Linked DNA regions of Mus musculus: all the other regions are linked to region 3. Evidence: chromatin contacts called from public Hi-C data. All regions are on one chromosome and are shown on one strand. Each heading gives the region's core, a stretch centred on a gene start, on an enhancer-like site or on the middle of the called end of the contact. The rest is flanking DNA. Distances are from core to core; before and after follow the strand shown. Region 1 has its middle 35 kb from the start of Gm38791. Region 2 has its middle 66 kb from the start of Gm38791. Region 3 has its middle 86 kb from the start of Gm33429.

What was found. A called contact is a pair of places that touch in the nucleus more often than the background predicts.
Region 1: a contact with region 3 is called in a Hi-C map of liver, with 2.4 times the contacts expected there. The contact joins two enhancer-like sites. A contact is called at or near these places in 1 of 15 datasets of contacts at CTCF or cohesin (large pre-B cells), 7 of 484 Hi-C or Micro-C datasets (the G1E-ER4 cell line, embryonic stem cells, liver and 2 more), 9 of 115 datasets of contacts at active chromatin or transcription factors (T-cell acute lymphoblastic leukemia, embryonic fibroblasts, embryonic stem cells and 3 more) and 1 of 9 other capture datasets (embryonic stem cells).
Region 2: a Hi-C map of liver shows a contact between it and region 3, with 8 times the contacts expected there. The contact joins two enhancer-like sites. A contact is called at or near these places in 4 of 484 Hi-C or Micro-C datasets (liver and nephron progenitors) and 3 of 115 datasets of contacts at active chromatin or transcription factors (cardiomyocytes, embryonic stem cells and memory CD8 T cells).

Annotation. Positions count from the first base shown.
Region 1 is chr6:37,748,192-37,751,829 of GRCm38.p6, forward strand. No RefSeq gene overlaps it. Among named protein-coding and RNA genes, the nearest start is that of Gm38791, 35 kb to the left of the region's middle. Within about 2 kb of position 2,295, at least 12 of the 459 cell types and tissues checked have an H3K27ac peak or open chromatin away from gene starts, as enhancers often do. A contact at or near this core is called in liver, where this site is marked.
Region 2 is chr6:37,778,352-37,782,153 of GRCm38.p6, forward strand. No RefSeq gene overlaps it. Among named protein-coding and RNA genes, the nearest start is that of Gm38791, 66 kb to the left of the region's middle. Within about 2 kb of position 1,655, at least 6 of the 459 cell types and tissues checked have an H3K27ac peak or open chromatin away from gene starts, as enhancers often do. A contact at or near this core is called in liver, where this site is marked.
Region 3 is chr6:37,615,688-37,619,405 of GRCm38.p6, forward strand. No RefSeq gene overlaps it. Among named protein-coding and RNA genes, the nearest start is that of Gm33429, 86 kb to the left of the region's middle. Within about 2 kb of position 2,059, at least 204 of the 459 cell types and tissues checked have an H3K27ac peak or open chromatin away from gene starts, as enhancers often do. A contact at or near this core is called in liver, where this site is marked.

The sequences.
Region 1 (3,638 bases), core at 1,045-3,544, 130 kb after region 3:
AAAGTTTTTATATGAGCAGTGAAATAAATTCACACTTGATTGTTAAAGGGACAGCGGACTCCATTTTTCTTCAGAATTTGATTTATTTCTATATTGCTCCTTAATGGTGTTTTTCTCTAATTATGTCCCAGGCTTAAGGTCAACTTGTTTTTCTGACTCTTTCTTCCTTTATAATCTTGTCATTGACACATCGTAAATTGTTTCCATTGTTCCAAGAATTGATTGACTATAAACTGTTTCCTGGTATGTTCTATTAACTGTCTGACCATAACATGTACCTTTCCCACGATCATAAAGGCAACACCAAGGTTCCACTGTTGCAGTCACCTGCTCACTTGTCATAAAGAGGCTCCCAGCTTTCAGTCTTCTCTCCCTTCTCCACTCTGCAGGAGACTGTAAGTTTGGCTGTGTCGGAATAACTTTTTTTTTTTTTTTTTTTTGCCTTACAACATTTAGGTGTTAGCTCCTGGTTTGTCAATGATTTAAAAAAAAAAAAATGAATTGAGCTGGCCCTTAGTAAATCTGCTATTCGTCCAACAAACAGCAAGCATTCATGTGTTAATGAAGGCTCCTAGGGATTAGGGGTCCTCCAGGAAATTCCGGGAGCCCTACTGTCCAAACGAAGACTCATTCTCAGAGACTTCCTACACAGGCCATCCTCCAGGAGACCACCGACACGGTACATTTCCTGGCTTTTTTCTTTCATCTTTTCTATACTTTGTGACATTGCTTTGAGCAAAGCAGAAACATATTGAGAGTATCTGTCTTTCTAGCTGTGACAAGACCTGTAAATAAATTCATTTTTCCAGTCTCTAAGTACTGTAAGGGTTCATGATTCGCCAAAGAATGGTACCACAGACTCAAACACTATGCAAATGCAGAGAGTTTTTTATTCTGCAGAAGCCCAGCATGCTGAGGTCTCCCTTTACCAAGATAGATAGACAGCCAAGTGAGCTCACAGGCTCATTTCAAAGCACACTGGAATCCTGAGGCAGGTGAGCTTCATCTTACTCTTTCTCTAGGCATTCTGGAGCCATTATCGGCAGGAAGGCTGGAGCCTGGGGGAGGTTCTATTAGTAATCGAATGCCCTGGGCTTGCCTGGGCTTGCCCTGTTCTTAGCCTTGTCTCCTTAACTGCCAATTTGAAGTCTGTCGTGGAATAAGCTTAGCCTTCTCAGTATTACGTCATTTTTCTCTTAGTTTAGATAAGAATTCAGATCCAAGGCTAGTCCCCATATGCCCATCCCATCAGGGACTTAAAGCCAGGACCTCCCAGGCAAATGTCACACCACTAATCTGTAGCTCCATATCTTTTTGACTCTGTTGTTGTTGTTGTTGTTGTTGTTGTTGTTATTATTATTATTATTATTTACTATTATCAGACTCTCATTAAGTAACACAATCTGGCCATGAGCTCACTTTGTAGCCCAGGCAATCCTTAAAATTGAAATCCTACAGTCTCTGCTGTACCATCAGGCCAGGCCAAAACAAGGCTCTACAGCGTAGGGTAGAGTTCTGCTATGTGGTCAGCACTTGGCCTGGGATTTAAAGTAGTAAGCAAACCTAAATGTGTGGGCTCAGGTCTTTCATCCTAGCACTGGGAAGGAGGAGGGGTATCTCCACAAGTTTAAGGGTTGGTGAAGCTGGTGTGTTTATAAAAAGATAGAGAGAGAGGAGGGGTATGTTTGGTGCATGTGTGGTGAGGTGTGTGGGAAGGGAATGCCTAGTCGGGCCCATGCTGAGGCATCCTTCTCCCTGAGGGACCAGCCACACTGTGGTATAGCATAGAATAGAGGTTATTCAGGGCATGGGGATGGGAGTTGAGAGGGTAGTAGAGGGAGGGAGGGAGAGAGAGAGGAAGAAGAAGGAGGAGAAGGGGGGAGGGGGAGGAGTTGAGAAGTAGAGGCCAACCAAGAGTTTGTGGAGAGAGGGAGGAAGGGACGAGAGGACAGAGCGGGAGCAAGAAGGCAAGAGCAAGGGCAAGAGAGAGAGGAAAGGCAAGAGAGAGAGGAAAGGCAAGAGAGAGAGGAAGAGCAAGCAGCTCCTTTTATAGTGAGGCAGGCTTACCTGGCTGTTGCCAGGTAACTGTGGGGCGGAGCTTAGACAAAATGTTAACATAAGCTGTGAAATGAGACTCTGTCTCCAAAGACCAAAATAATAAACAAACAAACAAACAAAAGACTTGATTCCATTGGCCTGAGGCAGAAAGAAATAAGTACTTAGGTTAGTAGCTCTATAATTATAAAGTATTGGGCAAGAGATGGCTTGTCAGAATAAAGTCCTTGCTTACGTAAGCCTGACTACCCGATTCCATGGTGGAAGGTGAGGCTGACTTTGACTTTCTAAAGTTGTTTTCTGACCTCTGCATAAGGACAGTGGCACATGTTTACCTCTTCCATATGCCCACTACACACAAATAAGAAAGCTTTTGAAACTTAAAAAATTACAGAGTATACTAGGTAACAGAAAAGAAAAGTATATATACAGAGAAAAGAATATAGGCTGTAGAGATATAAGGATCACCTGAATTAAGCCTTCAGGAGTTGACAAATTCTTTTCCAATTTGAAAGAATCTATCAACACAGTAACTAGTTAAAACAGAGCCATTTCCATTCAGAATTCTGGTTTTGTTGTTATCGCAGTGTGTGTGAATTTTTCTAAGATTTATTTCATTTTTTTTAAATTATGTGTTGTTGTGTCTGGGTAAGGGACTATACCCTTGAGTCCAGGTTCCTGCAGAGGCCAAAGGAGGTGTGAAGTCTGGAGCTAAAGGAAGGGGTGAACCATCCAGTGTGGATGCTAAAAACTGAACTCAGGTCCTCTGCAAAAGCAGTCAGTGCCACTAAGGCCCCCTCCAGCTCCCAGCACTCTTTTCTAAAGACCACCATGTCTAACTTCCATATCTGCTTCCCCATATTTCTAGAGCATATGCTTCTAGGATACTCAGTTCGCAATGTGAAGAAACTGCTAGAAGATAGGTACCCACTTCAGTTGAAAGGAGCCCAGTGTATGAGTTTATTAAAATAGATTCATCTCCTCCAAGAGTTGAGCAAGATTAGGTTGGAAACCTCAGTAGCTCCTCATCACACTTGAAGATCCTGCGGAATGACAGGTTGGGAAGGTGTGATGCTGACTAGCCTTGGGTGTAGAAAACAGAGGGGAAGTAGAAAAGACTTGAAGCAGAAGACAACTAGGCTCATGAAGAGAATAAAGGTCACCGAGATGGGGTGCACTGAGAGGAATGGAAGACAGGACAGATGCAGAGCTTGCATGGCCTTGGAGTGTATAAGATATGGCCTTTGTGGGGGTGGGGGTGACTTTTTTTTTAATCAAACATTAAAGACTATTAAAAAAAAAAAACCCATCTGGGCTATGGTGGCACACGCCTTTAATCCCAGCACTTGGGAGGCAGAGGCAGGTGGATTTCTGAGTTCGAGGCCAGCCTGGTCTACAAAGTGAGTTCCAGGACAGCCAGGGCTACACAAGAGAAACCCTGTCTCGAAAAACCAAAGCAAAAAAACAAAACAAAACAAAAACAAAAACAAAAAAAAACAAAAAATACCCCAAATCCCAACATTATTGAAGGAATGAAGGACACATGAAGGAATCAATGGGGGATCCAAACATTACCTTCCTAG
Region 2 (3,802 bases), core at 405-2,904, 160 kb after region 3:
GGAACTTGTATCCAACTTAAGGGCTCAGAAGATAGATATGGGTGTTTTCTCTATAGTTTTCTTGTCACTCGGTCTCCTAACCCCACTGGCAGTGACAGGGATCAAACCCAGAACCTTGTGCATACTCAGGCCTTCCTGCCTTTTCCGGTGGTTTATTTTTTCCAGGTAGGCTTATCTGTAGAACAAGTCAATACAGAAAATTTTTCTAGATACTGCTTCTAATTACGTAAGAGTCTGAAAATCACTGAAGGAAGACCCTAGACTCAGATAGTATGCAAAGACAAAAGGTGTTTATTCTGCAGAAACAACCAGTATGCAGGGGTCAACCATTCTCCGAAATGGTGACCCACCCCAGGAAAGGCATGCAGGCCTTCTTATAGGGAACCGGGAGAGCTCTCTAAAAGGATTGGGTAATCTAAAATTTCATTGGTAGGTGCTAAGGGGTCATAGGTGGTCAGTGGTTTGCACTCCTATGTCATAAACATTTAACCATAGGATGAGATAGGGCTGCCCAGCACAGGTGGCCCATTCTGAAATAAGATATTTCCCCATTTTTGTGGTTATCCCTAGGCTGTTCATTGGAAGAGGGTTTTGTGATTTTGTTCTGGATTTTATGGTCTGTTCTTGGAGCTGGTGCCTTACAGTCTTCCCCACCCCCACCCCCCACCCCACCCCCCAAAAAAACAGGACTGGTCCTTAAATGGAGTCAAATGGGGTCCTTTCAACTACCATACCAGTCCATTTCCTTAAGAAGTTTTCTGTTGCTATGACAAAATAACTGAGCCTAGTTACTATTTAAAAATAACAAAGAAATCCGGGCATGGTGGCGCAAGCCTTTAATCCCAGCACTCTGGAGGCAGAGGCAGGCAGATTTCTGAGTTCAAGGCCAGCCTGGTCTACAAAGTGAGTTCCAGGACAGCCAAGGCTACACAGAGAAACCCTGTCTCAAAAAAAAAAAAAACAAAACAAAACAAAACAAAAACAAAAAATAAAATAACAAAGAAATTTATTTTTTCCAAGTCCTGGAGTATGGAAGTCCGAAAACAAGGTACCAGTAGATTGGTCGGAAGAGTTGCTCTCTACAAGACCCCACCATTTCTCTTCATCCTGCACAAGGAGGGACTGCTGTGATCTTGTTAGAGTAATCTCACAACCCTTGTCTTCTTGAAGGGAATTGAACCCAGAGGCGCAGACAGCTTAAGCAGAAGATTATTTAATTCAAAAACTCTAAGGAGAGGTCAGAGTGGGCAATACCAAAGGCTAGTAGCAGCTGGTGGGTTCTGCCTTGTGGGTTTTAAAGATCTTATGAATACTTATGAAGTGGGTAACGTCTTTTGGAGATAAGATAACCCTTTTTCTCCCAACTCACAGTAGAGAGCTCTTCATTTTAGGATATTTCTTCCCATGATGTTCTGGTAAAACCCACAAAGCAGGCTGGGGGCAGGTAGCAAAGTCACAATGTGAAGGATGTTATAAAGAAGTCAAGGTTCTCTGAGGACTCAGACTCTTCCATAATGACTGCTTGGGAAAATACCCTGGAGACTTCATTTTTTATGTAGTGAGGACCTATCTGCTGCCTCAAGGACACTGAGCCACAGAGTGGTACTCTGTCCTTCAGAAGATAAAGATATGACAGGGCTGAGGTTCTCCTGGTGGCCTCACATCTCACTCCTTTGTGGAATGTTCAAGGTTCTAAAGATTAGGCTCAGGGCCACCTGTTAAAACAAAACTAAACTAAACAAAACCAGCAAAAATTGAAGCTTGATTACCCCAAAAGTTGAGGTCAAGGTTCAAAAGTCTGTTAAGAAGGGCTGGAGAGATAGCTCATAGTTTAGAGCACACACTGCTCTCCCAGATCCCTCTCCCTCTCCCTCCCCTCTTACTCACCCCCCTAATAATCTGTCAAGCTGCATACCTAGGAGCAAGATTTAGGCTGTGTGTAAGACTCCCTTCTTCTAGACCCACTGCTCATGTCTAGCTTTTAACTGGAAGATTGCAAAAGAGCAAAGGGGGCCAAAAGCAGCTTCAGGTCTTTCATTAGAATATCAGTCCCAATCCTTGGCAGCAGTCATATCTTAATTCCTTGACAAATAATAGATCTGCTGAGTGTGGTGCCTTAATTTTGTAGGTTTTTTTTTTTTTTTGAAGACATGTACCCCAGGCTATACTCAAACCCACTATGTAGCCTAAGATGACTCTGCACTCCTAACTGTTCTACAGCAACCTCCCAAGTATTGGGATTTCAGGTGGAAACCATCACTCTTTCTCCTAATACTTTCACACTGGCCACCCCTAATACTGAGTTTACCCTTTCTCTTTATCCATTCTGTTCTATGAAAGCCAGCCTCTGTGTTTCTAGTTTGGGGTCTCTTGGCTCAAAAGAACAAGAAATGAAATACCTTTTAACCTAAAAGTGCCGTAGTCTCACTGGATGCTCCAAATCATAAACCCTGTCTGTAGCCCCCCACCTCTGCACTGACCCTGCTGCTACCATCATGGCAACCTCCCTAAATTAAATCTAACAGACCCTTTCAGTCCCACCTTTCTGTCCATCACTAACCACTCCATCTTTGCTGAAATGTTCTTCCGTTTTGGTTTCTGCTCAGCCTGTCGGCCTTTCCAAGATTCCATCTCAGCAAGATGATGGACAACTCAGAAAGTTTACAAACCCCCAGTCTAGACCAAATACAGCTAGCATTGATCTAGCATATTCTTTTACTTATTTTTTTAAATTAAAATTATACTTATTATAAGTGTCATAGTTTAAATATGCTTGGTCCAGGGAGTGGCACTATTTGGGGTGGGGCCTTGTTGGCATAGGTGTGACCTTGTTGGAGTAGGTGTGCCACTGTGGATATGGGTTTTAAGACCCTCATCATAGCTTCCTGGAAAGCTGTCTTCCACTAGAAGCCTTCAGATGAAGATGTAAAACTCTCAGCTCCTCCAACACCATGTCTACCTGAACACTGCCATGCTCCCACCATGATGATAACAGACTGAATCTCTGAATCTGTAAGCCAGCCCCATTAAAATGTTGTTCCTTTAAGAGTTGCCTTGGTCCATGGTGTCTGTTCACAGCAGTAAAACCCTAACTAAGACAATGGGGTAGATACATGGATATCACAGTGCATATGTAGAGGTAAGACATCTTTATGGAGTTGATTCTCTCCTTCCACCTTCATGTGGATTCCAGAATCCCTCTCAGGTCTGTACAGCAAACAGGCTAATCACTAAGCCAGCTGATCTGCCTAGCAAAATCTTTTCAAATTGCAAATTGTTTTCATGCACTAGTTACCAATATTTTTTCCAGGTATAGGGTTCATATGTATTGTCAGCATTAAAAAAATAATAATAATAATTATAGAAAAAAACAGAGAAGCAGAGAGGGAGGGTTCTGTTCTGGAGTGAAGACCAGACTACTGACTTCCATTCTAGCAAAGGTTCTTCCTGCTACGGCTACTGTTTTGTTATGGTTTTGTGTGTGTGTGTGTGTGTGTGTGTGTGTGTGTGTGTGTGTGTGTGTGTGTGTGTGTGTGAGAGAGAGACAGAGACAGAGACAGAGACAGAGAGAGACAGAGACAGAGAGACAGAGAGAGAGACAGACAGAGAGAGAGACACACAGAGAGAGAGAGAGACAGAGAGAGAGAAAATATCAACAAATCCAAAGTACATACCCAATGGTGACCCAAAGATGTCATAGGCATGGGGAGGGGTTTACCAAAAAGCAAAGGTTTACCAAAGATAAATATAGAGGATTACATAAGTTGTTTAAAATCAATTGTCCTTTGCTACAAAGGTCAGT
Region 3 (3,718 bases), core at 809-3,308:
GGGATGGATGCCAACATAAGAGAGACACCTGCACCCAATATAAGAAACTGTGGGACAATGGTCTGTGCGAGGAAACTTGGTAAGGTTAAGAGGGTTGGAAGTCCTGAAACCTCTGAGAAGATGGTAGGAGCTTCACCTGTTTCTGACCAGGGCCTGTCATGTGACATTTTCTTTGTCATGTGTAGGAAGAGACATGAAACTTCCTACATAGGAACATGACCTATGGTCACATAGATCAGAACAGAGTCCTCCGTGCTAATGCGGTATCTAGATGGGTCCTGAGAGTTTAGCCAATAAGCTTCCCTTCCCGGACATTCCTTCCTGCAAACGATATTTAATCTCTGGTCCACCCTGAGAAGATGGTATATACCCGTTTTCCACAATGAACAGTCAATAAACAGTTTGGAACCAAGGACTGTCTATTTTAACAAGGCTCGCCATGGGGAGCACGGAGAAAGCCTTCCTATACAGAACCGCACAGCCTAAGTCTCTCTCAGAAGGCCCTTCCGTGCTCCCAGATAACCGCTGCTAAGCTAAGGACAATCACCAATGAGCTAAGCCAGAGTTCCATCATCCCCAGGCCCCAGACTCCTCAGCCTGCTGGCCTCTTCCATTCCCAATTCCCCTCGACCCAAGGGTATCTATATGTCCAAGAGTTTGGAGCCCTGGGTCCAGGCTGTGGGCCCCCAACTCTCCATTTCTGACTCCTCTGTGATTTCCAGCAACAACTGGGAGCCAGGGACTCTGGGAACCCCAGATTTAGCCTCTCACATTCTAGGCTGTTTTCCCATGCCCCTAAGTGGTGTATCGGTGCTTCCCTCCAGCCTAGCGCCTGACAGTGGGCATAAGGTAAATGCAGTCTAGTGTCTAGGCATTTCAGCTGCCCAGCGGTGTTCCCATACCCCAGTGGCAGGAAGAAACGTAGAACCTCAAGAAAGTGTTTGGAATAAGACTTCCATTTTGAATAGGGGTTGAGTAAAGTGGGAACTGATGTTCTACTTAGCAGAAAGAGACATGTACATGGGTAACTGACTTCCTGGTTGGCAAGTTAAAACATGAATGTTAAACAAGTCACATTCTAGTTGACAAGTTAGGACATGAATATTAGACAAGGCAAGCCCCCTGCCGTAGCTGGATACCTCAACCAATGAGAAAGGACAATTTGTAGGAAAGGTTTTAGATACGAGATGTCATCAAATAATGAAACCTGAAAAGAAACTTTGCCTGGGGATGTAGTTAGTTTGAGCACACAAGAAAGAGAGAGGGAGAGAGAGAGAGAGACAGACAGAGACAGAGAGAGGAGAGGAGAGGAGAGGAGAGGAGAGGAGAGGAGAAAAAGGAAGAATTCTTTTTCAAGTTTCTGGAGGAGTGTTTGAGTCGTGACAGCTCTGAGCTAGTTGATGGATAGGTTTATTAGTGGTTCATGATTTGACGACATCAATGATGATGACCTTTCAGAGGACTCAGTTGTTCGGAGTGGATCACTGGGACATGTTTGTGGAAGCTGAGTCTCTTCCCTTTCATAAGGTGAGAGGCCTCTTCTGCCAAAATACACACACACACACACACACACACACACACACACACACACACACACCACACCACACCACACTACACCTCTTCTGTTCTTATGCTTCTCTGCCTGTCTCTTGAGCGTCTGAAACCAAGAGTCAAAATAAACCCTCTCTCCACCGAGCTATTTTCTACAGGACTTTGTCACCGAAATGCTAAGTCTGACTAAAACACAGGAACCGAATGTTTGTTTTCTTTGTCGGTGTTTCCCTCTACACATCTGCCTTTGATTAAAGCTCAGCTTTGGACACTGAGATGAAAAAGGAGAAGTGGGGGAGGAGATACTCTGCTAGCTTAACCACTCAGTTCCTTATTTATAGTAGTGGAGCAGGGTAACCAAAGACTAAAGGAAATCATCCAGAAGTACAAGGGAGGGGCGGGGAGAGCAGAGAGACGCCAGTGAGCTGCGCTGCTGGACTGAAAGGTCCTCCCTACCTGTCCTAGGACATAGTGTCTCTTCATCTATCCTCCCCAGCTTTGTGCCACGTATTGATCATACCCATCACGTTCCATCCACTTCATGACAAGCTGTCTCACGCCCACAGTCATACCCAGTGCCTGGTGTGTGCCTGCAAATCTTCTACCACACCACGGAACTGCCCAGGCCTGTTGCCTGCAAACTGGTGTGACCTCCGTCCAATTCCTGGGATTCCTGGAATGTAATTATGTTTACTCAGCTGCCCACTCATGAATAAAGAATGCAGTCTACACCCAGGGAGCACATATGTTATGAATTTTAAAACTAAGAAAAGAAAAAATAAATTGTTAAAGTATATTAATAAGGCAGAGGAAGGAAGGGTTAGTATTAGTTACTTCCATCTATATTGCTCAGTTACTTGTGTTGTAACACCTGGCAAGAAGCAACTTAAGAGGGGGGGAGGCTCCCAGTTCAACAGGACACAGTCCTTCATGGTGGCAGGAGGCAGCTGGTCATGTTGCATCCACAGTCAGGAAGCAGAGGGGGACGAACACTGCTGTTCATCTTCTTTTCTCCCTTTTATTCACCGGGAACCCAGTCCACACTTCAGGTAGCCTTTCTACCTTAATTAACCATGTCTGGAAAACGCCTTGTAGACATGGCCAGACATTTGTTCCCATGGTGATTCTAAATCCTGTCAAGATGACCACCAAGAATGACAATCACATTCTCAATCACAAGGTTTAAACTGGAAGAGAGCTTGGAGATGAGGAACTAGGTCCAGACAGAACTCATTTAGATCAACAGTTCTCAACCTGTGGGTTGAGACCCTTTGCGGAGGTAACATATCAGATCTTTACATTGCAATTCACAACAATAGCAAAATTATGGTTATGAAATAGCAAGGAAAATAATTCTATGGCCAGGGATTACCATAACATGAGGAACTCTTTTAAAGGGTCTCAGCATCGGGAAGGTTGAGAATCACTGATTTAAACACAACATCTCATTATGCCGCCCTTCATGGTCTCAAACTCAGGGTCAAGCCACCCTCCTGCCCTCTGAGCTCTCTGAGCAGCTGGGACTATAGCATGTGGCACCACGCCAGGAAAGTGTTAGGGTTCTACAACTTTCTCTTTTGTCTTTATGATTTTTAAAGAAAGGAAATTAAATTGTTTTTCTACTTTTGTTTGTTTTGTTTTGTTGTCTGAGGTGAGGTCTTGCTGTGTAGCCCTGCCTGGCCTAAAACTCACTATACTATCTAGCCTAGGTTGGCCTTGAGTGGCCTTAGCCTTCAAGGTGTTGGGATTTTAGGTATGCGCCACCACACACAGTTATTTTTCTATTATTTAAATATGAATTGGCCATCTTAATCACGATTAGCCCTTTATATTTAATGACTAGAGTAAATAAGTAAGTGAACGAATAAACATCCGAGACTTGCTCAGTGCCCGAGGTTGCCGTCTGGACACTCCTCCCCAGAGGACACTGTGTACTTCTGCACCGGGATGTTTATTTTGGAGCTCTTTACTTAGTTGTTGGGGCCCTACCCAGGAAAAAGAACTCACATGTCATGAACCATAGTAAGAAGCCAGGTAAGAAACGTACAGGGAAGGGACCAGCGGAAGATTCAAGCTGGTGGAAAATGGAAAACATACAGGGTCAAGTGTTGACCCACAGTAGGAGAAGTGAGAACAGGGATCCAGTCTCTTGCAGTGAGGTAGCCTC